Linked DNA regions of Mus musculus: all the other regions are linked to region 1. Evidence: chromatin contacts called from public HiChIP or PLAC-seq and promoter capture Hi-C data. All regions are on one chromosome and are shown on one strand. The core of a region is the stretch at or near the end of the contact, and the rest is flanking DNA. Distances in the headings are between cores, read along the strand shown.

Evidence for each region. Promoter capture Hi-C pulls out the DNA fragments that hold promoters and counts their contacts. HiChIP or PLAC-seq counts read pairs in DNA pulled down with a chosen protein or histone mark.
Region 2: a promoter capture Hi-C map of pre-B cells shows a contact between it and region 1, with 4 times the contacts expected there. The contact joins the promoter of Nagpa here to the promoter of Crebbp in region 1. A contact is called at or near these places in 1 of 39 promoter capture datasets (pre-B cells), 1 of 484 Hi-C or Micro-C datasets (CD4 T cells) and 1 of 9 other capture datasets (liver).
Region 3: a promoter capture Hi-C map of pre-B cells shows a contact between it and region 1, with 6 times the contacts expected there. The contact joins the promoter of Ubn1 here to the promoter of Crebbp in region 1. A contact is called at or near these places in 4 of 39 promoter capture datasets (cranial neural crest, erythroid cells, liver and 1 more), 3 of 484 Hi-C or Micro-C datasets (CD4 T cells, CD8 T cells and regulatory T cells) and 2 of 115 datasets of contacts at active chromatin or transcription factors (memory CD8 T cells and thymic regulatory T cells).
Region 4: a contact with region 1 is called in a promoter capture Hi-C map of pre-B cells, with 3 times the contacts expected there. The contact joins the promoter of Rogdi here to the promoter of Crebbp in region 1. A contact is called at or near these places in 2 of 39 promoter capture datasets (liver and pre-B cells) and 1 of 9 other capture datasets (liver).
Region 5: a contact with region 1 is called in an H3K4me3 HiChIP or PLAC-seq map of bone marrow-derived macrophages, with 5 times the contacts expected there. The contact joins the promoter of Anks3 here to the promoter of Crebbp in region 1. A contact is called at or near these places in 1 of 39 promoter capture datasets (pre-B cells), 2 of 484 Hi-C or Micro-C datasets (CD4 T cells and CD8 T cells), 3 of 115 datasets of contacts at active chromatin or transcription factors (bone marrow-derived macrophages, pancreatic cancer cells and thymic regulatory T cells) and 1 of 9 other capture datasets (liver).
Region 6: an H3K27ac HiChIP or PLAC-seq map of thymic regulatory T cells shows a contact between it and region 1, with 4 times the contacts expected there. The contact joins the promoter of Nudt16l1 here to the promoter of Crebbp in region 1. A contact is called at or near these places in 3 of 39 promoter capture datasets (cranial neural crest, liver and pre-B cells) and 1 of 115 datasets of contacts at active chromatin or transcription factors (thymic regulatory T cells).
Region 7: a contact with region 1 is called in a promoter capture Hi-C map of pre-B cells, with 3 times the contacts expected there. The contact joins the promoter of Mgrn1 here to the promoter of Crebbp in region 1. A contact is called at or near these places in 6 of 39 promoter capture datasets (cranial neural crest, embryonic stem cells, liver and 3 more), 5 of 484 Hi-C or Micro-C datasets (CD4 T cells, CD8 T cells, the G1E-ER4 cell line and 2 more), 6 of 115 datasets of contacts at active chromatin or transcription factors (embryonic forebrain, embryonic stem cells, memory CD8 T cells and 3 more) and 2 of 9 other capture datasets (adipose tissue and liver).

Annotation. Positions count from the first base shown.
Region 1 is chr16:4,211,654-4,215,319 of GRCm38.p6, forward strand. It overlaps Crebbp (CREB binding protein), which reads right to left and starts at 1,751. Exons shown (of 31, transcript NM_001025432.1): 1 at 1,486-1,751. The coding sequence starts at 1,570.
Region 2 is chr16:5,201,931-5,205,596 of GRCm38.p6, forward strand. Nagpa (N-acetylglucosamine-1-phosphodiester alpha-N-acetylglucosaminidase) reads right to left here and starts at 2,082. Exons shown (of 10, transcript NM_013796.3): 1 at 1,967-2,082; 2 at 1,411-1,869. The coding sequence starts at 2,052.
Region 3 is chr16:5,048,229-5,051,894 of GRCm38.p6, forward strand. It overlaps Ubn1 (ubinuclein 1), which reads left to right and starts at 1,829. Exons shown (of 19, transcript NM_026666.4): 1 at 1,829-2,553. It overlaps Glyr1 (glyoxylate reductase 1 homolog (Arabidopsis)), which reads right to left and starts at 1,682. Exons shown (of 16, transcript NM_001079814.1): 1 at 1,578-1,682; 2 at 522-558. The coding sequence starts at 1,615.
Region 4 is chr16:5,011,518-5,015,183 of GRCm38.p6, forward strand. It overlaps Rogdi (rogdi homolog), which reads right to left and starts at 2,036. Exons shown (of 11, transcript NM_133185.2): 1 at 1,946-2,036; 2 at 1,786-1,857; 3 at 910-992; 4 at 724-778; 5 at 95-175. The coding sequence starts at 1,990. Glyr1 (glyoxylate reductase 1 homolog (Arabidopsis)) reads right to left here. Exons shown (of 16, transcript NM_001079814.1): 16 at 2,385-3,666.
Region 5 is chr16:4,962,570-4,966,235 of GRCm38.p6, forward strand. Anks3 (ankyrin repeat and sterile alpha motif domain containing 3) reads right to left here and starts at 1,668. Exons shown (of 17, transcript NM_028301.4): 1 at 1,551-1,668. It also overlaps 4930451G09Rik.
Region 6 is chr16:4,937,475-4,941,140 of GRCm38.p6, forward strand. Nudt16l1 (nudix (nucleoside diphosphate linked moiety X)-type motif 16-like 1) reads left to right here and starts at 1,637. Exons shown (of 3, transcript NM_025839.4): 1 at 1,637-1,819; 2 at 1,904-2,164; 3 at 2,722-3,554. The coding sequence starts at 1,667. The coding sequence ends at 2,943. It overlaps Mgrn1 (mahogunin, ring finger 1), which reads left to right. Exons shown (of 17, transcript NM_029657.4): 17 at 1-822. It overlaps Gm16861 (predicted gene, 16861), which reads right to left and starts at 2,111. Exons shown (of 3, transcript NR_037666.1): 1 at 1,897-2,111; 2 at 1,394-1,690.
Region 7 is chr16:4,884,447-4,888,112 of GRCm38.p6, forward strand. Mgrn1 (mahogunin, ring finger 1) reads left to right here and starts at 1,654. Exons shown (of 17, transcript NM_029657.4): 1 at 1,654-2,027. The coding sequence starts at 1,940.

The sequences.
Region 1 (3,666 bases), core at 501-3,000:
TTTTGTGGTCTTATTAATTTGCCCCACTTCTAAGAAAAATCTTCAAGTTCACTCAGTAACAGCAAAGCTGAAGTCTTCCAGTTAGCAGTGTCAGAGGATAAACTTGAGGACAACACCTGCCTGGTATGATCTACATCTCACATGATTACAGTCTTCTGGCTCGAGCACAGCAACATTACTAAAGCAAGGGAGCTAGCTCTACTTTGCACAAGTGTGCTTAAACCACTGTTTCAACATTTTTCATCAATAAGATTTTTATGAAAATAAACATCAAACAACTTGTCATTTAAAAAGAAAAGTGACTTTTCCCTACCTACCTGTGAATTATTTATTTACTCCTTTCTACCACTCAACAAATTTTAAGTCAACAAAAATCTCCTGAAAAATGATGGAGGGAGAATACTCCCCTCTCATTTCTACATTAACATTCTCCTTTCATGACTGGATTTCAGGAGCACTTCAAACTGAAGCCGTGAAATCTAAGTTTTGTTTCAAAAGCAGAAATATTTTTAAATACACTTGTATAAAGTCACAGAGTTCCACAACTTGAACATCTGTATCTAGCGCCAATCTGCAGGCAGCAATGTAATTTGATTTGGACCCATTCATCAGAAACTGATTTTCAGATGCCGCTACAAGTACGTACTGGAAAAGTGCTAGCTGCGCTGAGCCGGCATTGTTCACAGCAGCATACGAGTTTATATTTCGAAGGAGAGCTTAAAAGGGGAAATACGAATAATTGGCAAGGTTATCAGAGCTGTCCAGAAGTACTCTGAATTACTGAATGAACAGGGAAGTCTTGGGTACCCGATCCGATCACCTAAGAAAGTTTGCACGGAAGCTATTTTGTGAGTTGGGGAAAAGATTTAAGATTATCTTGCTTTTCTCTTTCCCTGAAAGATTCAAAGTCCTTAATTTTTTAATTTTTCATCTCCAGTGTAAAACCATTCCAACCTCAAAGGCAGACTGGAGCCCAAATGGACTTTTAAAAGCCTGCTAGCTTCTTTTTAAGGTTACGTATGTAAATGAAAGACACCACAGCAACTTTGATGACAACTCGCACATGAGGTTTGGGGTTTTGGAGAAAAAAAAATACTAGGTGATCAAAAAAAAAAAAAAATCAAGACTTTCTAAATAACCACTAAGCGTTTTCCCAAGCAACACATTCCAAGAAACTTCTCCGTCGCAACTCGTCGCAACTAAGAAGGCAGCAGCTGTGTCCGCGACTGCACCGCCTAGAGTGGGGGGTCCGATCCTGAAAGCCCTCATTGCCTCTGGTCGCATTCTCTTACTCCAAACCTCCAAGGTCCCCTCCGCTGTCATCCCGGCCGGCCACGCGTGCGGACACTAGACCGCGCCCCCGCTTCACTTTTCCTCCCGACCAGGGAAGCGCATCCCAAGGCCCGGGACAGAGTCTCTGGCCACTGCGACCCTCAACCCCCTCCCTGCCCCGAACTCTGACAGCGAGCCTAGACCCAGCCTCACCTGTGTTGTCATTCGCGGAGAAGCCGGGCGAGCTGAGTTTGGCTCGTTTGGGGTTGGGCGGTCCGTCCAGCAAGTTCTCGGCCATCTTCACCTGCTCGCGGAAACAGCCCTGAGCGCGGGCGGCGCGACGCGGCCCGGACGGGGGTCGGGCCGGCGGCTGCGAGCAGGCGAGCCAGCGAGGAGCGAGCGCAGGAGCGCGGGCCGGGCCGCGGAGGGCGCAGGCCGGGTGGGGGAGGCGGCGGCCAAATCTCAGCCTCAGCAACAGCGCCCCGCAGCGCTCACCGCCCGCCCCCGGCCGCCGCCGCCGCCGGCCGCGGCCCCCTCATCCCCTGCCCGCCTCCCGAGCGCGACACTCCGCGGCCCGGGCACCCAAGCGGCCCGGCCGCCTCCGCGGGCCCGGCTGGCAGCGACGGCGCCCGGCCCCGCGGCTCAGGCGGCGCCCGGGAACATGGTGGTACCGCCGCCGCCTCGCCGCCACCCCCCCCCCCCGCGCGCCCCACTTAATGAATTCGCCCGCGGCCGGACGACCGGGGGGCTTTGGGCTCCGCCGCCCGCCCGCGGCCCGCCGCCGCCGTGAGGAAAAACAATGCGCCGAGCGGGGCCGCCGCCGCGCCGCGGCCCCCCCACCCCGTGCCGCCGCCGCCGCCGCCGCCGCCGCCGGGCTCCGGGAGGCCGAGACGAGAGGCGAGCGGGGCCGCCGGGGCGGGCGCCGAGGGCCGGGCGGAGCGGGCCGGCCAGGCGGAGCGGGGTGCGCGGGCGGTTGTGGGGCCCGGGACCGGCGGGGCCGAGTAGATCGCGCTCGAAGCCCCGGTCGGATCCGCGACAAGATGGCGGCTGTTGATTCCTCAATTAAAAAAAAAAAGAAAGTTTTTTTTCTTCTCTTTCCAGAGCCTGAACGGGGAGGGGGAGGGGGCGGGGCACGCTTGTACGTCACCCCCCCCGCGGCGTCACCACGCACGGCCCCCGCCCCGCCCCTCCACCTGCGCCGGCCGCGGCGGAAAGAGCCGAGCGCGCTCGGGTGGAAGGGTCGAAGGCACGGCGGCGATGCGTGAGGCGACGGGCTGCGGTGCTAGGCCCGGCCTGCGGGACGCCAAGTGCGCAGAGCAGACGGCCACTTTTGTTCTGACGCTGTCAGTAACGCGGCACGCGCGGGGAGGGCGCCCTGGGCTCGAGCCTAGACCCCCCCCCCCGCCAGGCTCGGAGTCAGCGCTGATCCGGGCCCAGCCCGTCCGGTCCCGCCCCGCCCCGGCAGCTCTGGCTCTTCGCAGCTCCTTGCTTGCGAGCCTCCAGGGTGACATCGGACTAAGAAGACGCCACCGCAACCTGCGCCTCTTCCCCGCGCCCTATGCTAGTAATGGCGAAGTGGCGCCTGCAGGTTACAGAGGGTCCTCGGGTCTGTGTGCAGATGGGGAAACTGAGGCAGGAAGGGGCAAAGCAACTTTCTCTAAGATCACTGAGGGAGAAAATGACAGGCCGAGAGTCCACCCCTTCCTTGTGCTTCCCAAGTTTGCAAGGGCACCGCAAGGCTCTTGAGCGCCCACTCCCAAGCCCAAAAACGATAGGGCCAGGTCCAATGTCCAACGCTGTCACCTGAAGGGAGAGGCTGTCAGCTCTACCTCCTGGATCTGAGATGGGCCCAGGTACCAAGACCAAGGGCTTCGATCTCCTAAGGGTACTCCTTACTTCGGACAACCACCCTGGCTTTGGCAGGTACCCAGAAAAATGTAGGATCACAGGGAGACCCTCTCACTTGGGTGTGCCACACACCTCCTCAAAAACTAAAGTTTTCCCATCTCTGTTAACACTCTCTCAAAACCTGCCAGCTTGACTCGGAAGTCCTTATCTTCCAGGTATCAGCAGCACCCCTATTTCCTAAGCGAGAAACCTGTGAGTCAGACCCCTCCTTCCCTCCCCATCCACCCACGATGCAGCTAGTCTCCCCCACATTCTTTACCTGAAGAATGAGCTCCTCCACCTTACACCGCAGCCACCTGCTGTGTTGTCCATCATGGTGCCTGCTGTCCTTTGACTGAGGCAACTTCTTACATAAACTTTTCTTGTGTTTCATGTTGTTCAGCACACAGCCACAAAACTACCTTTTGGGGGGGGGATCTCCCTTGGTGATCTTAGAGAAAGTTGCTTTGCCCCTTCCCGCCTCAGTTTCCCCATCTGCACACAGAC
Region 2 (3,666 bases), core at 832-3,331, 990 kb after region 1:
TGCTGTGATTGGCACTGACACCCCTTCTTTGGATATATAGGCAGGTGTTCAGTTAGTTCAGTTGGAGTGTGAGCTGGAAGATGCTCTCCTGTGTGCCTACACAGGAAATAAAATTCCTCCTGAGCTATAGCTATGACACAATGAAAGAACCTTCTTCTCTTGCCATCTTTAGTAACATGTGCTGACCTCATAATAAAAGAAGTAGCAGTGAGCTACACATGGACAGGATAGGCAGCTGTTTGGCAGTTAACAAGGGAGGATGGGCTGGAAAGACAGAGCATTGGGTAAAAGCCTTCCCACCACACATGTGAACCTGCGTTCAGATCCTCAGCACCCATGAGAAAGCTGGCTGGAACAGCACACACTGTAGCCTTAGTGCTGGGGTGGGGTGGACAGAGGGAAGCAGGAGGGCCCTGGGGTTTGCCGGCCAGCCAGGTTAACTGAACCAGTGATCTCTAGATTCAGATTTTGTGTTAGAAAATAAGATGGAGGAAAAGAGAATAGAAGACATTTGAAATCAAACTCTGGTCTCCCCTCAGGCACACACAGATGCACACACATTTAAAAAAAAAAAGTAGGAGGTGAGCAGGTCAGTGGACCATTGTAAAGGAGCAATAGGGGTACTGAGACAGTGATCATGACAACAAGTCTGGAAGGGAGTCCAAGAGAGGAGCAAGGGAGATGGCTGGAATGTAGAGAGGTTGAAGGACAGAGCCAGGGAAGAGAAACTGCAGGCGCTGGTCACTGGCAGAAGTTTTAGGATCTGTGAAAACCTAAGATCAACAGTGGTGACACTGGCTGATGTTGAAGGATGAAGAACCAGATACATGGGCAGGCCCAGAAATTGCAACCAAGGGCTGAGAAGAGTTGGGGAAAGCCCACTTCCCAGCCTTGGCAAAAAACGGAACCTTGGAAGAGAACTGGAACACCAGATGGCGCTACCTTCTACTCCTGCCTGCCTGCTGTCAACTCTGGCTGCTGTCAAATTTCAAGAAACACAGAAACTTCCAAAGGCTGCCCTCAACAAGCTCCTTGTCTAACCTGGATTTTTATCAGGACAGCAAAAGGCCTCCAGCTAGCTGTCTGGGACTGCTCCATAAACTCTACACTATTTCCAATTGGTTCCATGGCTTCGTTGAACACGAAATGTTTCTCTAATACTACACAAAGTTCACTAGGGCACAAACTGTGTTCAGGCTCACGGTCGCCTCCCCAAGTCCCCACACACGGCCTGATCACAGATTATTCAGTGGCACATGAATAAACTTAAAGGAAGGAAGGTGTCAGCGTCATTACTCGGAAGAAGAAAGACAGGAAGTTTGGTTAGGGACCTGGACTCGGAGGCATGGCTCTGAAAGAACATCAGAGACCCTTTGCCCTCTACAGCCCCGGGGCTCCCTGCCTCCTCACCCGGTGACTATGGTTCCATCGCGTCGGATACCGAACTGCGCGTTCTGCAGTCCCCCTGAGCTGCTCACCAGCCGCCCGTCGCTCACCACGTTCCCCAAGCACTCGCCAGTGCTCATGCGGAAGAAGCCACCGTTCTGAGCGATGCGGCAACCGGCCGGGACGGCTGTGTCCTCCACAGTAGCGCGGCGCTTCTGCGCGCAGCCCCCGGCTCCTCCGGGCTCCAGCACCGAGAAAGTGCGTAGGGGATCGGCGACCCGCGTCAGGTGGCCGGCCACCGCGCGCCCCTCGAAGTGCGACACGAAGGTGCGCACGGCCGCGTGGTGGCTGGCGCCGGGGTTCGTGGGTGGCGGAGGCCAGCTCTCCTGCTCTGGGCTACCTGAGCGCACCCGGGCGCAGTCTCGCGAGGGACGTCTGCGCGCTAGTGGGTAAGGCAGCAGCAGGTCATCGTCGCGGGAAACCCTGCAGGGACGGGGCGATCGTGAGGTCGGAGGGCTGTGCCTGAGAGCGCTCAGGAAAGGTGGACCCCAGCCAGGCTGGCCCCGGCGGCTGCACTCACCCGAAGCTTAGGCTGCACCACGCCACCCCGAGTAAGCCGAGCAGCGCGGGTATGAGGAACAGCCCGGGCCCCCTGGGCGCCGCCATATTGGATTGGTGCTCCGGTCACGTGGGCTCGCCCCACGTGATTCCAGGCCAGGCTGTTGGGTGCTTTGATTACGCATTCGAATTCCATCAGAGAGGGTAAGGCTGGAAGGGAGATAGATAGCTTTTTATTCTCATATTATGTCAAACTTACAGAAAATTGCAAGAACAGATGCTGGGCCTGTGTAAGTCTGTACAGAACTTGCTTCTCGTGCTTAAAGCCCTAGTTCCTTCTGTGTTGCACAAACCAGAAGTGGTGGCCCACGCCACAACCCCAGCATTCAGCAGAGGCAGGAGAATCGGAAGTTAAGAGGTTGGCTATTCTTGGCTAGTTAGTTAGTTTGAGACCAGTCTGGACTACTTGAGACTTTATCTGAAAGACAAGAAGAGGAAAAGGAGCCTAGGGGGTAAGAGGAGGAAAAGATGGAGGAGGAGGAAGAGGAACTTTTAAGAGTGAAGCTCGAGGCCAGCCTGGTCTACAGAGTGAGTTCCAGGACAGCCAGGGCTACACAGAGAAACCTTGTCTCGAAAAACAAAACAAACGAGAGAGAGAGAGAGAGAGAGAGAGAGAGAGAGGCTTGCAGCCCACTCGTGGTGGTGCACACCTTTCATCCTAGCATTTGCTAGACCTGTCTGACTGGATTAACTCTTGTGTTTTGGGTAGCTTGGTTTATCTTCGTTTTTGTTTAATTTTATTTTTGAAGCAGGGTCTCTGATTTATAGGTAGGCTGGCTTGAAATTCAGTGTGTAGACTGGTCTAGAGCCTCTTGCTTCTACCTAATCCCCAAGTGATGGGATTAAAGGCACAGGTCCCCAACCTGGCCCTGTTTTGGGTATCTTAGAATGACAGGTCTCCACTCTTTCCTCCTCTTGACCAGAAGAAACTAGTTTTCCTCTAGGATATAGGAACGACTGGCGAGATGGCACAGCACATAAATGAACTCGCTGTGCAACCTGAGATGAAGACCCTGAACCCATGGAGAGGAGGAAGAAGAGAATTGGCTGTAGAAAGTCTGATCTACATGTGTGCACCACTGCCTATGCACCCACTTGTATCTCACACACAGACCATAATAACTGACTGACTCAAGCTTTCAGGTGACAAGTGTCCTGTGTTATAGTAAGTCCCGAGCCTGGGATCCTCCTGGCGAGTGTCCCCTTGAAGCACGGCTTGTGCTTCAGTGCTGCCTGTCAGAGGCTGCTCTTCTTAGGGCTTACCCAAAGGCAGAGCCCAACGCAAAGTCCAGTTCCTGACCTCCTCAGGGGCATTGTCAATCTAGTAGGTGCCAGGGATTTGAATAGGTTTAAGCCCCTTTCTGTCTACAGTGAGCAGTGTGTGTGCTTGAAACCAGAGCCATGCTTCTTGGGGTCTGTGTGTGATCAGGCTCAGCCATCTGTACTGAGCCTTGTCCTTCCCAAAACTCATGGTCTTTGCAAGGCCTCAGAATGGGTTTCTTTGTATGTCTGGGTTTCTTAGGCACAATTTGTTTAGATGAGGTCATCCTAGAACTCAGGGGATTGCAAACCTAGTCTGACTGCTGTACTGAGAAGAGGCAGATACACACAGGGGAGGCAGGGCCACATGGAGGCATTGCAGCCACTGGAGAGGGGCAGCCA
Region 3 (3,666 bases), core at 579-3,078, 840 kb after region 1:
CCATATTGCAAAGAGTCTTCAGACATTTCCTGGATTCCTAGCAAGACTAAAAAGCCAGAACATTTGGAAAGCTATGATGGACCACCTCTTGAAAAATCTGGAATGCCATCTTCTGCAGAGATGCACTGGAGCAGCACATATGGTAACAGGGGAAGAAGATTTAAACTTAGTTGGGACAAAAATACTTTAGCTTTTCACTAACCTACATTTAGACTTCCCTCTTCCTGGAGAATCTGTTTCTTCATCCTTAGATTTTAGCATGCTACATTTTGATTACAATTGATTTCCAAGATAAAAAACCAACCAATTTCACAAGCCCTCTGACTGAAGTGATTACCTCATATTTAAACACTCTGGTTTATGCTATAACTTTCAAAACCGACTGATAACTGGAGGCAAAACACTACATTTTATCAAAATGAGCCCATTTTAAGTCAGTGTTAGAGAATGGAGGAAATTCAACATGTTAACCCTCTCCCTTAGCTTCAACTACCTTCTTTTAAAACCAACAATGCACTCACCTTTCCTGGCCAGGGAGGATACCGGCCCAGTTTCCCCCTAGAGAAAATAATACAAACAGTCAGAACTTGCCCTGGAAAAGCCAGTCCATCTCCTTCAGCCCACTCAACAAGCAATCTATGCTTCTAACTCTAGGCTGAACAAAAGGGCCAGAACAAAAGCAGGCAAACCAGATGGGTCTTTCACAGCTGGGCTCAGGGCCCTCACATATTACATACAAAACTGTATATATATATATATGTGTGTGTGTGTGTGTGTGTGTGTGTGTGTGCCTGAGATCTGTGCACTCTTCCCGAGAAGGAACATAGAAAAACAAAACCATCAGGACGTCACTGGTCTGGTACCTCCCTGGGAGAGTGTTGGAAACTTCTCTCTGTAAACACAGACTTCCCTAAGACTGATTTAATTCACCCCATGATCGGCTTTCCTTTGACAAATGATCATGGAAACCTTCCTCTAGGTAGGGAAACTACGCAGTTCCAAGGAGACAATGGTCACTCTTGGTTTTGGCTGTTGCAGGGGACACAAGGAACAGAACGAGAGGCACTGGATCACCGCCTAGCCATCATTTGCAAAGGAGAAGTCACCCTCCCCTCGGTTTCTTCATGGGGCAGCGCCGGGCAGTCGGATTTCGCCACCTGGAACCAAGCCTCGAGCCCACGTCTGTCCCAACCGAACGCGGGTATGGACGGCTCTGTCTCTAGCAAGGTATCCTCTCCTGCTTTGAGAGGAGGTCCGGAGAGACCCTGGGACTCCACGCCACGCCAGAGTTCTCTGCAGTGGCAGCTGGAGCCAGAGTTCTAGAGCCGTAACCCTCCCCTGGGATGGCCTCAGGGTTCAGAGCAGGGACCGCCGCGGCCCCTCTCGGCCTCGGTCCCCCGGGGACCGGACAGCCTCTTCCGCTCAAGCGTCGTTCACACCGCGGCGGCACCTCCTCTTCCCCACTCTCCGCCGTCCGGAGTGCATAATAAAACTACTCCTGGGCCAGCTGGCAACCCTGCGACCAGGAAAAGCAGCTTCGCGCCGTCTTTCGTTCAGCGCTGGTCGCCAGGACTCACCACACCAAGTCGCCGAGCCGCAGACTCACAGCCGCCATCTTACCACCCAACCACCGCCGCCGCACGGGCAGCCGGGAACTTCAGGTCGCCGCGGCACCGCCCATTGGAGTTGGCCTGACCACGTGACGGGTGTTTGCTGTCATCCGCCTAGCGGATGCGCTGACGTCACCGCGCCGCGGCCGTCCATTGGACTGCTTGGAGGCACGTGACTTGAGCGCCGCGCTCTCAGCGCGTCGAAGCCCAGAGACTCCAAGCTCCCGCCTCCCCCCTCCCCTCCGGCTCGTGACAACGAAGCATCCGCGGTCCAAAGCAGCGGCGGCGGAGGCGGCGCGGCCGGACTAGCGCGAAAGGGAGCCGACTGTGCTGCCCGCTCGCTTCCGGGACTCTAGACTCATTTCCAGTCTTTCCCGCTGCTTCCGTTACGGCTGTTAGGCAGGCGCGGGCCCCGGGCCGTTGCCGAGCCTGAGGTCCCGGGCGGATAGGTGTTGGAGTCCGGTTGCTGCCCTGACTGACCCTGGCGCGGCCTGGAAGCCAGTCTCGGTCCCAGCCCGGGGCAGAAGAGGCCCCGGTTGCCCGCGAGCCCGCGCTCGGGGCGGGAGCTCCAGACTGCTGAGGAGCGCCCAGCTCGACAGTCGGCTTCCGGAGCGGCGTCCCCGCCAAGCGTCCTCGGCGTCGCCCGACTTGTTTTCTTGGACGTGGACTTGGCATATCTCGGCTCCCCCCGCTGGCTGACAAGAGAAAGCGGCAGTTTGTCGAGAGGCTTCCTTCCCGCGGGCTGGGGAGCCGGCCATGGGCCGCGGCGCGGGCCCTCCGCGCGCCCGCCTGCAGCGCTCGGGAGCGGGCCGCTGAGCCGCGCCGCAACCCGAGGGTCCCGGGCCGGCATGAGGACCACCACGGGGGGACGTCTACGGCCCGCGTCGGCTCTGGGGACAACGGTGAGCGCCGCGGTCTGGTCCAGCCTCCCGCGTTAGCCTTCGTAAGTAGTGTGACACTTTGCAAGAAGTTTTGACAGCTGGAAGACAGGTGACAGTAATGGGAACTGGTACCTGCCGAGGGGCAGGGCGGCTGCCCTAAGTTCCGTAGACCGAGTTGAAGCTCGACTTTGAGCAAGAAAAGTCTCACACCCAAGAAAAGGCGGCAGGAGTCTGTGTCAGGGTGGACTTAACTTACAGCTGTACTTTCTGAAGTCAACGCCTGCTCGGAAGGTGACGGGTTCACGCCCCTTTCCCCAAAGCAGTGTCCTTGTAGAGGCTTTGGTTGTCAATTGCTCTGAGAGATGGTGTGGTGGAGAAGCTGGGTGGTTGACCCCAGCTTGTTTTTTCTTTGGAAGAAGTACCACATTTTTCAAGGACTGTCATTTACATTGTGTGTTAATTAAACACGAACTGACCATTTAAAGTGTATTTAAGATTTCATAAAATTTGACAAATGTTCTTAATTTAGAAATTAGAGTTTTCCAGGAATTTAAGAATATTGTAATGACTTGTCTTTAAATGTAAATCTTTACAACTAAATTTAGAAACAATCCCATCAAAGTCAGGAATAGAACAAAGGATACATTGTCTAATGTCCTGTAATTCTAGTTAATGAAATAAGACAGGAGCCGAGTAGTGGTGGCACATGCACTCAGGAGGCAGAGGAAGGTGGATTTCTGAGTTCGAGGCCAGCCTGGTCTACAGAGTGAGGTTCCAGGACAGCCAGGGCTACACAGAGGAACCCTGTCTCAAGCAAACAAACAAACAAAAGAATGAAAGAAGACAGGAAACAAAAATAAATATAAAATAACCTGTCATTTTTGTAGGACTTTGCCTTTCAAAATAAAAAGGGAAAGCCATTAAATAGGGAAAGAAATTAATGAAAAAATTAGCATACAAGTTTTTCTGTTTTTTTTTTGGTAGTCAGTTCAAAAGTAAATTAGTTAAAAAGAATGTATTTATGATAACAAAAACATAAAACAGTCCCTAGGAATACCTGGAAATAGGCTTTTGCATAATATGTTTTTTGTTTTGTTTTGTTTTGTTTTGTTTTTCAAGACTTTCTGTGTGTAGCCCTGGCTGTCTTGGAGCTCCTTGTGGATCAGGCTGGGTTC
Region 4 (3,666 bases), core at 786-3,285, 800 kb after region 1:
TGCTGTGGTCGCAAAGTCCCCACTGCAAGACTTGTCCAGGGAGGCCTTGGCTCGGGCCTGCCTTGGGCCGCCCAGGCTGAGTGCTGGACCTCACCTGCTGCAGCTTCCACTGCTTGTCTTCCCGGAAGGCCAAGTGCAACAACTGGTTGTTCCGAGGCATCTTCAGGTTCACATCCTGTGAGCCAGCAATGCAGTGGGGGGATGGCTGAGGCCCTAGGCGCCTCAGCCAGCCAGGAGGGAGATAAAGAGGAATGTCAAGAAATAGGAACTCAGACCCAGGAAGAACCACAAAGTGGTGGTGGTGGTGGTGGTGGGGGGGGGGGCGAGAGAAGCTGAGAAAGGGGAAGAGCTGGACAGGAGGTAGTGGTGTAGTCTGAACCGTGGGGACGGGCTGTCCCCCAGGGCCTTTGAGGCCTTAGATCAGAGGGTGGTGGCTCATTCAACTTTGATGCGGGGCCAGCCTGCCTAGGCTTCCAAAGTTTGTATTTCACAGGGTCCAGATGCCAGGCTGAACTAAGTGTAATGCCATCAGGTTCTTGTCCTTCCCCTCCTGGGATCTAAAGCCTATCTCATGAGGTAGTGTGAGGGTTGCCTGTGACATTACAGACATACAAGGAAACAGGTCAGAGACAACAAGGGTCAGAGCCAGGGTCACAGAGCTAGCTGGTGGCAGAGCTAAGCCATCACCATCCTTGTCACCAGCTGGACTGTTGGGGGACTCACCGCTTGGCTGAGGGCATCCCCTTGCAGAGTCAGAGTCCCTTTCACCTGGTCTGTGCTGTAACACACACGAGTCAGAGGAGCGCCTGCTACTGCTCCCTCCCCTTGCAGGCTGCCCCACCGTACCCTGGGCATTTCCTCCCCCCAGGTGTACACCCCTTCCAAAGGCTCCTGCCCAACCCAGCTCACCCACAGCTGCCCAGGATGAAGTTCTCCTGCTTGGCAGGGCCCTCGGTGCTGGGGCCTGGGAGAGTGAAGCGGAGAGAGGCCTCCTGTGGAAGACAGCGCAGTCCCAACACCTCACCTCAGTCTGGCCAGTGTTCCATTCCAAGGCCTGGATACTTTGCCAGGTTAGCAGGGGAAGGGACGAGGAGGGCAGGCCTGACCTGGCCCCTCTGCCTCTGCCCTACTAAACCTCCAAGATTTTATGAGCTCAGACCCGTTCATTCCAGTCCTGAGTATATCATGAGCAGCCAGGTGGAACACAGAACAGAGAGGCACAGTGCCTAGAAAGCTGGAGTGCTGTGATATGTGTGGGGAGCAGAGTCCCCGAATCAGACAATCAGTAGTCACAGTAACAGGCTTTGCTAGGTTACTGTCCTAGGCATTCTGTGAGATAGTTTATTTATCTTCACAAACAGACGTGTGAGCCTGGTTAGGGTAAGGGAACAGGCTCAGAAATCCGGGTAACTTGGCTGAGATCACTTCAGAGCTCGGATTATCAGTGTTGTTTTGAGACTGTTTTGTTTGAGACAGTGTTTCACAATGGAGCCTAAGGCTGGCTTCTAACTCATGAACCTCTAGCCTCACTCTTCCGAGTGCTGAAATCACAAGCTTTCACCACTACCCTGCTTGCTCACAGATAAATGTCAGTTTCGAAGATAGTTCACACTCAAGACCTGGTGCCCACTGCTTGTGTAATTACATGCCAGCATGTCTGCGTCTGAACTGTACTCTCAGAAGTGGGTATCTGCACGGGTCACGCTCAGCATCTGCTGTGTGCGATTGGCAGGACCCGGTGGATAGGAAGGATGGCAGGCCGGGCGGGACCAGCGGGAGCGTTACCTTGAGGATGTCCTGCAGCTGTCTCAGCACGGCGTGCACCTCAGCGTGCAGTAACCAGCGAAACTCCTCCTCCTGCGGACAGCGCGGCGTCAAACCCATCCCATCCCCGCCGCCGGTCGGCTGGCCGCCCGCCGCCCCCTGCCCGCCGAGCGCGTCCCACCAGTACTGCCCGCTCCGCGGCGCTCGCAGCCATCGCGGTCGCCATCCTCCTAGCCGCGCACCGTCTCTGAGGTCTGTAGTCAGGAGCTTGGCGCGCAACGCCCGCCCCTTTTTCGCCTCCTCCCGTGACCGATTGGCAAATAGGGCACAAGCTCCGCCCTCAAGCCGGCTACGCCTCAAGCGACTGGCTGTAGCTTCTAGTCCTGGCTGGTGAGTGGCTAGACGGATAGGCCACGCCTCGCCTTCTATCCGCCCGCCTCAATCCCTGTTTTTCAGCAGGGACCCGGGCTTTGGCCACCACTGATTGGTCGGCGGGGCCGTCCATCAAGTTATTCCAGTATTGTCCGGCTAGATGGAGCCCGCCCAGGGTTCCACCGGGAAAGAATCAGGTGAGTTGGCTCCTACCTAGGTCCCCCTAGCATTTGGGTACAATGATACAGTTATGGTACCAAGAAATGTTTTATTTTTTTTTCTTGCAGTAGCTTTGTTAATTGCACAAAATCATGTTTTGTTTTTTTGCCATTTAAACATTATCACACAATCCTATTCTGAAAGACAAATGTTCATTAAAAACAAAGTGAAAATAAAAATTCACAACCGTAATCACCTAGATCTGTCATTTCAAGGAAAAGCGGGAGTAGGGGCTTTCTTACAAGCATTTCCACAGTGTCACATTTTCTCCATAAAAGGAAAGGGTTTCAAAATGAAAGGTGAAATAGCTTAAACAGAAATAGTCATAAAAAGGAACTTTACAGAATTGTCAACAATATTAAGACAACATTGACTAACCGGTTTTCTTACAGCATCTTCCCCACCCCCAGCCCCCAGGACCAAGACAGGCTGTGTCCAGACAGAAACTGTTCAGCATCCCAGTGAATGGACAATTGCACTGAACTCCACAAGCATCCCCTGCCCCGTGCCCATGTCCTGAGATCCTTATCCCAGATGGAAAAGTTAAATCGTGGCTTTGAAAATCCAAACTCATGAGGAGGAAGGCTTCCTCGGGTGATTCCTCTCGTGTGACATTCTAAGCCTCTCTGGTCCCCTCTTCAAGGAGAAATGCTTCAAGTCCCAAAAAACCCAGAACTTGGAACCACTGGCAGAAGTAAGGTTCCTCATCAAAAGCCCAGCCTAGGAAATGCTCATCTAGGAAATGCTTATTATTGGTGTTGATCAGGCTGGGGCTGGGTCAAAAGAGGATGGGACAGAAATATCTCCATGGAAGGAAAAGGGGAAGAGGGACATGCAGGGGACCTGTGTAGAGCAGGCTGAACAGGTAGCCCAGCTCAAGAGCCTGGCGTAATGGAAACAGGAAGGAGCCGCCCATACACTTCACTGCTCCCAAGGCCCTTACGGCCCCTTCCCTTGGGCTGGAATGCAAATCCAAATGAAACCTCCTGGGAGGAACAGGCTCAGGACAGAAGACTGTAGACTCTGCTCCCCCTGAAGAGGGGTCTATGTGGCTATGCTGGTCTCTCTTCAGTTCACAGAGACACTCTGGGAGCTGCGGTGTAATGGTAGTGTCTACAGGAAAATCCTCCTCAGCTGGTGATCCACAGAGCCTCCTCAGGGAATCTGTTGGTTCATGATGGCTGAGGGGCCTCTCCTTTCAGGGGCCCAGTGGGGGCCAGTCTCTGTCCTGGGGAAGTTGAAAGCTTCCAGTGCTCCCTGTCAATTCTAGTCCCTCCAGTCTCTTGACCAGAAGGGGGCTAAGCTTGCAAG
Region 5 (3,666 bases), core at 418-2,917, 750 kb after region 1:
AAGCATTGGTGGGGGCCACCTCAGTGATCCCAAGCCACTTTAAGTGGCTGAGTCCTTCCGGGACAATATCGCAGTGCTCTGGCAAGGTTATTACGCTGAGGTTGGAACTGACCCTAACCTGACCCAACAGAGTCAAGAGTAGAACAGCAGGGTGGGAAGACCCGGGCTTTGGCACTGAACCCACCTGGGTCCCATCTCGGGGTCAAGACCACCACAGGAGTGGCCTCAAGGATACAGAGCACCACAATATCCATACTCAAGAGTTCTGGTGAACCCAGAAGGAAGCCCGAAGGAAGTATGACCCAGAAGGTACTAATTCCCTCGAGGCCCTTAAACACTCTAGCATTATCCTGTGTTGGTGAAAGCTGGGCCTGGCAGCACAACTTCCAGACGAGGCAGAAGAGTCAAATCCCAAGCCTGCCTGGGCAACTTAGTGAGACTAAAATATTTTAAAAGTAGAAAGATGGGCTGGAGAGATGGCTCAGCAGTCAAGAGCACTGACTGCTCTTCTGAAGGTCCTGAGTTCAAATCCCAGCAACCACATGGCTCACAATCACCAGACAACTACAGTGTACTTAGATTAAAACAAATATGTTTTTAAAAAGTAGAAAGATTGTTGAGGATCTATCTCAGTGATAAGCACTATATATACACAACTTGCAAGGACATAAGTTTACTTTTAAAAGTTATAAAAAGGACAACATACAACAGTTTGCCAGTCTCACGATGAGTGATGTGTGTGGGCTGGTAAGGTGAAAACAAGGCCTGTATCCTGGAAACACCAGCTTCTCCTGCTGCAAGGCCTGCGCTCAAGTAGCACCTAACCTAGTCTGAACCAACAGAATGGACACGTGCTTCCCCAAACTGGAAACCATAGGCGGATTAGCAGAACCCTGGAAGAACTCACACCTGCAACTCCAGCTCTTGGGGGGCTGAGACAATAGGACCGCCTTTGAGTTCAAGGACAACCTGGGTAACATTAGATGCTTACACTAAAAACATCCAACCCGCCAGCGTAGTGGCACCGGCCTTTAATCTCAGCATCTGGGAGGTAGATCTCAGTGAGTCTGTGGCCAGCCTGGTCTACACAGTGAGACACGCCCACAATCTCAAAAAACCAACACCCCCAAAAAATCGATTCAAGTAAAATAAAAGTTTCTATGTCTTCTGCACCTCTCTCTCTCAGAATTTCAGTTGCAGCCCTGATAAGTTATTCTTAAAATTCTTAAATCTTAGTTTTAAAAAAAATTCTATTCTGGAGGCAACTGTCATTCCTCCAAGAGATCCATGAAGGCCTCGAGGGAGCCCCTGCAGCCCAAATGTACGACGCAGTTCCGACCCTAGCGGTCCCGGCGACTATGCACGACCGCAGGCTCCCGTGTGGCTCAGCAGTCTGGCCGACACCTCGCGTGACCCCTTAGTTTAGCACCACGGCGGCGGGCCCGTGTCCCCAAACCCTGCGACAGGCAAACGCCAGGGCTGCCCACCCGAGCAGACTCAGGGCGCCTTGGGCCCCACCTCTCAGAGGGCCCTGCCGCGGCCCGGCCTACCTTGCAAGGCCTCAGGTTCCCGGGCCACCCTCCAGCGACAGCGGCTCGCCCCTCACCGGCCGACAGCCCTGCGCCCGGCCCACCCCGGAAGTAATCCTCGCACGGCGCAGAGCATCCCGGGAAGGTGACGGACGTTCTGTTATTGACACGCCACAGCAGCCCATGAGATGGCAGATACCGGCCCATTCGCTCGGGAGCCAATCCTGAGGCAGAGAGGCAGGCGGCGAGTCGCCAGGCCGCCGTGGGTGGCCGTACTCAGCACGGGGACAAGGCAAGTGGGCGGGCGGAGCGGCTGAGGCAAGTGGGAGACCGCGGAAACCCACGCGACGATGGGTGGGTCCTGGCTGCGGGTGGCAGGGAATGAGACCCTCCCCTCGGCTCTAGCACGGACTGCCTCGTCCCGCTGCCTTCCAGTTCCCTTGACAACGACGCCTGGCGCGGGGCGGGGCGAGGCGGGGCCAACTGGCTTTGAGGAGAAACACTGAGCCGCTCGGTCTTCTGAGCTCCTCCATGCTCTTTCCTCTGCGGGTCAAGCCTTCCTTCAACCCTCCCCGCCTTGCACACCTAAAGGACGATCAGTCCTGGGCGGCCCCCTTCACTTCGGTGATTCTGTGTCCTACCGCCAAAGCCCCTGGTAGGAAACATCTTTTGGTGCGTATACCAAAAGCGTCTCCACCTGTGGTTCCCAATTCAGGACAGCCAAGCACCCGTCCTTGCTCAAATGCCCTAAGACCCCACTCACTCCTCTGACGCAGCTCTGGTTTGGCACCGTTAGCTGATCTGCTTGGTCCGCTTGCTAGGCCTTCACCCACAATCCTAAAGTCCCTCTGCCCCTGAGGACTGAACGTGTTTTCTTTAGGGTGAGATATAAAAGGTGGAGCTGAGCCAGCGACTGGATTATAGAGACTCATTTGAGTGATGACTAAAAAAAAAAATCTCTTGAATAATGGATCTTAAACCTCTAATTCTAAAGATTATTTTTAATTATATTAATGAATTAGTTTGTATTTTAATTATGTGTATGGGTGTGAAGGTGGGTATGTGTACTCCAGTGCAGATACGAGTGGACGCCAGAGACGGGCTCTCCCTGAGGTTAAAGTTGCAAGTAGTTGTGGTTTTGGAAACTGAATTGTGATCCTCTATGAGAGCAGTAGAGGACACCACCATCTTGTGCACTCATGACTGCACATACCCACACATACAGTCCTGCTACCAAGTGACATAAGTTTGCAGAACCAGAAGGAAATGGGTAGAAACTAGAATTTTTGCGGGTGCATTTTCATCTACAGCTGATCAAGGCTTTGGGAAGGCTACCAATGCTAGTTTCTCCTTGAACACCCAGACACTGCCACCTCACCTTGTGTGCTCCACAGGACTCCTTGATGATGACAGACGGTGTCCTTTGAGTCCTGGCCCCCATGACATCCAAAGACAAAGCAGTGATGTCCTTGCCAGTTTCTCCCTGGGATGCCATCCTTGAGGCTGCCAAAAACCAGCTTCCATCTCTGGATTCAGACTCGTCCCTGGTGAGCAAGAGCTTTCTCCTGGATATTAACTGCCAGCCTGGGCAAGGACAGCTTCGGGCACTCCTCTACAGACCCCACTTTGGTCTATGGACTTTATTTTCACTCATCAGTGTCTGGGATTACTTCTGGGTATCCACTTCTTCCAGGCTTCTCTCTGGGTTTGCCAGAACTCTTGAGTGTGGATATTAGTGCTCTGTATCTCCAAGGCCACTCCTCCTGTGGTCCTAACTCCCAGGTGGACTCGGTACCAAAGCCCTGGACTTCCCACCCTGCTGTTGGACTGCTCTCAACTCTGTTGGGTCCGGTCGGGTCCAGCTCCAAGCTCTGAGAGTGATAACCTTGCCAAGGCCACATGGTATGGTCTGGGAGGGATTCTGCCACTTGAGGTGAGCCGGGGGGTCACTGACAGTATCAGTGGCCATTTATACATGTGAGAGGGATCCATTGTGATCCACTGGTCAGACGCTCAGCACATAGGTTGGCACAGGACATTTCAAGTGAAGAGCAAGGATTCTAGAAGCAAGGTGACTAGTTTGTGCCTCTTCACTACCGTTGTTCAGTGCTGGCTTTAATGCAGTGTCCATTGTATG
Region 6 (3,666 bases), core at 387-2,886, 730 kb after region 1:
CATGGGTGACCCTCCTCGGAGCGTCCAGATCCCCTCCTGCTCTGCTCTATTACCTACTAGTGGTCCCTGGCAGCTGTGGGCAAGGCCTGGGTAGTCAGACTGTTAACACCACAGTCCTTAGCAGTGGTCAATGTCCAGTTCCCCCGCACAGGTCCTGCTTCACTCACATCCTCACCCGCTGCCAAGGTGGCGGTTTGTGCTTGCAGGGCAGCACTGCCCACCACCTGCCAGGGAGGAGCCTGAGCAGCTTCCATAGCAGATCCGTTGCCAGTTACCTGGCCTGTAAGCTTCTTACTGATTGATTGTCTAAGGCTCCTGTCAGAGCCCACCTAGAAGCAGGCTCCTAGTGATACTTTGTTTCCAAGGCAGAAGTGGCCCATGAGTGGCCCCAGAGCAGAGGTGCCCCAGGCAGTGCAGCTCCCTGGTGGGTTGGTAGAGGGACCTCAGCTTAAGGAACTGCCCTGCCACTCACCCAGGTGACAGCCTGTAGCAGTGCATGGAGACCCCTTTAGGCTCAGGGCTGCTCGAGCTCTGACTCTAACCCTGCTCCTTCCTAGCACAGCTCTGCACATCCATCTCTCTCTCTTGCTGAATGCACATATGTGCACACATGTCAGCATGTGCATGCTCACTCCCCCACTTCTCACCTGCCAACATCCTGGCCTCTGGCCGTGGCACTGGTGCCAGTACTTTGAAAGATGGGGTGCAGCCTACACACTTACCTGTCTCAGACTCACATGTACTATCATCTGATGTACTCTGATTGGCTAGTTTGGGTTCATTTTTACTGTATATTTATAGTAATAAAATCATGCAGCAATATTCTATGTGTGCCTTTGTTCTGGCACAGCACTATGTAGGCAGCAGCATTGTTGGCTTTTGGTGTAGTGACAGGACACTAGAGTGGTTTCTGGCAGAACTCCTGACAGGTTTTGTTGCTGCCTTCATTTGCTTGTGTGAGAGGGGCAGTGAGTGCCCCCTCCAAACATAGACAATGGTTTATTGCTATTTTGTTGCTTGCTGTGTCTGAAACTGGACTTGGAATTTGGCTCACCTCCACTGGGCAATTGATGAATCTTAGCCTCTAGGTGGGCAGGTGGTCCTAGTTCTTATACCCATCCCAACTCCTGTGATGTTTACTGAACATTAATCAATGTGCCAGAGAGGGGCAAAGCATAAGTAAGGCTTAGGTCCCCTGTCACTTGAGCTGGAGTCACTTAGACATTTAAGTTTTTTAAGGCATGATTTCATAGGCAGTGGAGCCACAAGCTCTGGGTGAAGCTCAGGGGAAAACCAGCCCCCTCATGGATGAGGTGGATATTGAGACTTCAGATGCCCTCTCAGGGATGTTCGGGACTGGAGACTGACACGTCTTGATAATCAGTGTACCTACCTGCTTAGGACAACCTGGTCTCCGTGCGGTGCGTCTTGGTAGCTGTAGTTTTCTGGTGGTTGTGGGGTCTCCTCTGCAACTTGGAGGGTGGCGAACTACATAACTCCACCCCCACCCCACCCCGCCTCCGCCAGGGTCTTTCCTGGGTTCAACCCCAGAAGCACAGGACTGGTGGAGGCGGGCTTTATGCACGTGGAAGCACGAGGATTGGGTCTGGTGTTGTGGGCGGGGTCGCGCATGCTCGTTTGGGCAGTGGGCCTGGAGCACATCAAGATGTCGACCACGACGGTTCCGGAGCTGAAACAGATCAGTCGGGAGGAAGCAATGCGCTTGGGGCCCGGCTGGAGTCATTCATGCCACGCCATGCTATACGCCGCCAACCCCGGGCAGCTTTTCGGACGTATCCCCATGCGTTTCTCAGTGCTGGTGAGGAGCTGGGCGGGCAAGCAGGGCGGATACAGGCTTGGGACGCCCAGTGGACCCCACGTCCTGACCAAGCTTACCTTGCAGATGCAGATGCGCTTCGACGGGCTGCTAGGCTTTCCCGGGGGTTTCGTGGACCGGCGCTTCTGGTCGCTGGAGGATGGCTTGAATCGGGTGCTGGGCCTGGGCCTGGGCGGCCTACGCCTTACCGAAGCTGATTACCTGAGTTCACACCTGACTGAGGGTCCACACCGTGTGGTGGCACATCTGTACGCACGGCAGCTGACATTGGAACAACTGCATGCTGTGGAGATCAGCGCTGTGCACTCACGGGACCACGGTCTGGAGGTGGGGCTACTGCCTGGGGCCCGCCCCCATTCCCACTCCTGAGGTTTGGCTCTGGCACCACAGAAGGCACCTTGGGTAACAAGTACCCCTCAGGGTCCTCACCCTGGCTATGCTGGGTGGGAAAAGGGACTTGGGATCTGGATCATGGGCTGTTTTCATTTGCCTTGTCTGCCATTGTCAATCCTGGGAGTGGGGCTTGGGGTCACTGGAAGGGATGAACAGGGCCTGCTTGGGAAATTGAGACCAAAAAGACCGGGTTGCATGCAGTGTTTGGGATTATCTCCTGAGAGGAAATTGGGGGATTTGTAGATTCTGTGGTCTAAGGGGCATGGAGTGAAACCAGGGATCATGGGGGTTGCTGCCAGACAGGGTGGGGAGTGCATAGGATTGACCTTGGAACTTGGAGAGAAGGCACTTTACTGCCACCAGCCTGGCCTGGCCAGACCCTGCCTGGGTCTCCCCTGTTTCTTTGGCAAACTGGTGGCTGACAGGCATCTCTGCCAGGGTCCTGCCTCTACAAGAAGAGCCCAGCCCCACTCATGCCCTCTGTCCCACAGGTCCTGGGCCTTGTACGGGTCCCACTGTACACACAGAAGGATCGAGTAGGCGGCTTTCCTAACTTTCTGAGCAACGCCTTCGTCAGCACTGCCAAATATCAACTTCTATTTGCCCTTAAGGTACTCAACATGATGCCCTCGGAAAAGCTGGCCGAGGCCTTGGCCTCAGCAACAGAGAAGCAGAAGAAGGCTCTAGAAAAGCTGCTCCCGCCCTCATCCTGAGGTGCTTCTTGTGCAGGTCCCTGCCCTCCCTTGGCTGTCTCTGCCCACAGGCCCTGGAATTCCCGAGACGCGTGCCTTCTAGTGTGTTTGCTTTTGCATCCCTTCTGACTGCAAGGGACATGCAGGCAGCTGTTCATCATTACTGTCCCAAGCAGTCCCTGGGACCTAGCTACACTCTCAGGTTGGTCAGTGGGGGTGGGCCTGGGCCTAACTTTTCAAGCTGAAGATGCTCTCACCCATCCCAGGGCTCAAACTGTCCTGTGCGAGTCTGTTCATGACTAGTGGAGTCCCAGCTAGAGCCCATTCTTCGAAGGCAACCACTTGGTTGGAACACAGATCCTGGACTGGTCATGGGTTTTGCCCAACAGAGATGACCCACGTTAGACCAACCCTTCTTTCCCTTAGCCCAGAGCCTGACCCAGCGTGGGGCAAGATGTTTATTTGGGTGCTTGTTGGATTTCTCTGTTAGATTTTGTTCTTGGTGTATGAACTGTGGTTTGGTTTCAGAATGGCTGTGCCCCACATGATTTTGTTTTCCCCATGGGGGCCTCTGTGAAGCTGAGGAAGGAAGAAGACAATAATAAAGCCATTCCTCTGATGCTCATGTTGCTTCTGAGTGCCATGGCCACATCTTTCTGAGGTGTGTGGAGGTTGGGCCCCAGACCACAGCCAGCCTCTGAGGGCAACCAATCTCAGTGGCAGCTTGAATTGAGCTCTTGTGGT
Region 7 (3,666 bases), core at 404-2,903, 670 kb after region 1:
GGGTGGGAGGCACAGTGGAGGTGGATGGCGGGCGGTGCAGACAGATTATGCCTTAGACTGTGAATCTCTGCTTCCAGTGTAAGAGGAAAGAGTTTCCAGCCAGGAAATGTAGCTTCTCATCTAACTTCTTGGCTGCCCTCTGCTGCTCCTTAGTTGAACTTTGGAGGACCTCTGGTGTCCTGGAGGGTCCCAACTAGGTCTCAACAACATGGTCTCGAGGGAAGTCTTGTCTCTGGTGAGTGGCACTAGCCCTTTATGGTTTGAATATTATTATATTCAATTACATATATTATTCCATCATTCAGCCATTTTGGCCACCTCCTCACACAGCTTTCAGCCTATCAATTCTTTTTGTTTTGTTTTTTCGAGACAGGGTTTCTCTGTATAGCCCGGGCTGTCCTGGAGCTCACTTTGTAGACCAGGCTGTCCTCGAACTCAGAAATCCGCCTGCCTCTGCCTCCCGAGTAAAGACGTGCGCCACCACGCCAGGCTTCAGCCTATCAATTCTTGATATTTTCTCTCTTCCTTCACCGGACTTTGGAGGATAGCAATAGGCCAAGTTGGCCTGAAAATTGATGTCCTCCGTACCTACGATGCAGCAACTCAGGATGGAGCCCATGATGCACATTTCTGCTGGCCAGCAGAAGAGGTTGGGGTGACGACAGACATGGCCCAGACCAGGCCGCACCGAGGCACACCCACCGCGCGAGGGTATTTTTTTGCTCACTTGAGGTCTTCACTTAAGGCCTATGCTTGTCACCTTATCTACAAGGGACAGGGGGAGGATCTTCAAGGACTTTGCATTCAGGTTTAGTATAGTTTGAACTATGGTGAAGTCACCACCTGATACTTCACTACCTGCTGGTCTCCCTAGCTGCTCTCCTGGAACAGCAGGTTCAAGATGGGAGGCACTTCTAAGAAACTCAACTCCTCTGAGAATCATAAAAACATACCCTGGCATCCTCAAAGCAGTGCGTGTGTGCGCGCGTGCGTGTGTGTGAGAGAAGCCAGGGCATAGCTTGTAAATTAATGTTGCAATCCGTATCCTGATTTTTCTGAACTTGCTTTTAGCATATTATTTGCCGTCTGCCCTGCTTTGTGCCTCAGTTTCCCTATGTGTCAAAGGGGGAGAAATCTGTCTTCTGAAAATTCCGTGTCCATTGTAAATGTTTCTGTGTAGCCCTAGCTGTCCTGGAACTCACTCTGTAGACCAGGCTGGCCTCGAACTCAGAAATCCGCCTGCCTCTGCCTCTGCTGGGATTAAAGGCGTGCGCTACCAAGCCCGGCTTTTTATTTATTTATTTATTTTTTAATGTTTTGACTTCTTGACCAAGGCTCCAAGGCTTGGTGGTTACCCAGTTGTCCTCTGGTTAAAGGTATTCCCTTTGCGGCTGAGGATGGGAGAAGAACCTCGGGAAGTGGGGGAGAGCTACTGTAGAATTGTCGACATTTTCAGACTTGGTTTACATGGGAGACGCTCGAAATTCTGAGGGTGTCTAAATGTAGACAGAAGATGAAGGGACTGAGGCATTCCGGTTTCAGTATCCAGCTGGGCAGCCGAGGTTAGCGTCGTGTGAAGGAGATAACCCCCTTAGCCGGAGCCTCTTGGTTCGACCCACTGTGGCTACTCACGTGAGAGGTGGTGGTGGTGGTGGTGGTGGTGGTGGTGGTGGTGGCAAGCTTGGGAAGCGTAGTACGCAGGCGCATTGGCTGCCTGGCCTGGACTCCATTTCCCCTGGAACTGCGGGGCGGGGGCGGGGGCGGGGCGCCGGGCCTAGGCCGGGGCGGCCGGGGGCGGGGGCTGTGGAGAGGTGCCGCGGCGGCGGCGGCGGTGGCGGCGGTGGGTACGCGTTGGTGCGGCCTGTTTTGGGCCATGTCCGTGTGAGGACGCCGCAGCCGACAACCTCTCCTCTCCGGCTGGCCGGTAGAAACGCGCACCATGGGCTCCATCCTGAGTCGCCGCATCGCGGGCGTAGAGGACATCGACATACAGGCCAACTCGGCCTATCGCTACCCTCCGAAGTCCGGTGAGCTTCCGAGGACGCGGACCGCGGAAGGGGGCTGGAACGGGGACTGGGGACTCCAGGAGGCCCGGGGATCAGACGCGCGAGCGCCCTGCCCTGTCGCGGACCCTCCTCCTGTGCCCCTTCCCGGTACCTGTGGAGTTTGAGGCGTGGCTGCGGCCCTGGCTAGCCCTGCTGGCCGCAGACGCACCTTGCGCGGCCTCTTTTTAACTGGTGACCTTGGGCCACTCACTTTGTGTATGCACCGATACTTGGCATCTCTGGGATCAGACTGCATTGGTAGTGAGGACACCCTCACCACCGACCCGGTGGTGCCGGCTTTGGAGGCATGAAGACCGGCCCTGGATTGTGACAACTCATTAGGATTTGGACCCAGGCTTTCCTCTTCCCGTGCGAGTGAGGGACACTGGTGTTTGACCTAGGGAGGTGATCGATAGGGAGGTGCTGGGTTCCATTGGAGGACAGGATAATGGTTTGAATGGTTAGAGAGAACTACTGACCTTTCCCTCTCATTCAGGGCAGACTCACTGGTAGATTATGGGAGCTGGATGGGGGCAGAGTTGGAACCAGCATCAGATATCAGATGTGGGATCCCAGAGGAGCCTTGCTCCTATTCTCATTCATAGTCTCTGCTCTCTCTCTCTCTCTCTCTCTCTCTCTCTCTCTCTCTGTCTGTCTCTCTCTCTCTCTCTCTCTCTCTGTGTATGTGTTTAAAATAAGGACAGTATGTCATGTAGCCCAGCATGGCTCCAACTCCTTATGAGAGTGACATTGAGCAAACACTGGTCCTCCTGCCTCTACCCTCCCAGTGTTGAGATTTGAAATGTGCACTTTGCCCTGTTTTATGAGGTGCTGGAGACTTGAACTCAGCGCACTGTGCATGGTAGTCAAGCATTATATTAACTTAGTCACATTCTTAGACCAGGCCTTTTTCTAAGACAAAAGTCCTGTTATATAGCTCTGGCTGGCCTGGTACTCAGTTCTCCAGCCTTAGGCTTCTGGTGCTGAGACTACAGGTGTGTCCTGCTACACACAGCAATGCCTGGTGCCTTGTCAGCTACATTTACTTCTACACAACTTCTTGGCGGGGTAGAACGCTGGGCCTTTAGATCCGGTTCTAAGTGTTGAATGTGATGTTTGGTCCTGAGGTGTTTTCAGACCAAGCCGGCCAGATTTCCTGTGTGGCTGAGAAGAGTCTGCCCCCATTAGTTGGACAGCTTATTAAATGTTTCGGGCTGTGCTTCTAGACTTTCTTTGCCCTAGGGATCTGCATTTTAAGCTAATTTTCTTTGGTGTGTTTGATGCCCACTCAAGTTTGAGATAGTATTCTGTTAGTGTGAAGATCTGGGAACTCCCAGGATGAAAGAACAGGAAACTGGCACTATTTAGTGACACTTTTCAGTGAATGGGATGGAATCACATGTCAGTGTAGGGAGACCTGCTTGCCTGTGTGCATTGCTAGTACAGGCTGCAGCTCCAGAGGTTTCCTTGGAGACTTGAAGGACTAGTGTGTGCACATCTGAGACAACAGTTGTTAACCCTCCACTGAGATTCTCCTTGTTTGTCTTCTGCTGAGTGACCTTGATTAAGTTTGCTTATTTGCATCTCAGTTTCCTCTTCTCGGAAAAGGGTGCTTAGAACT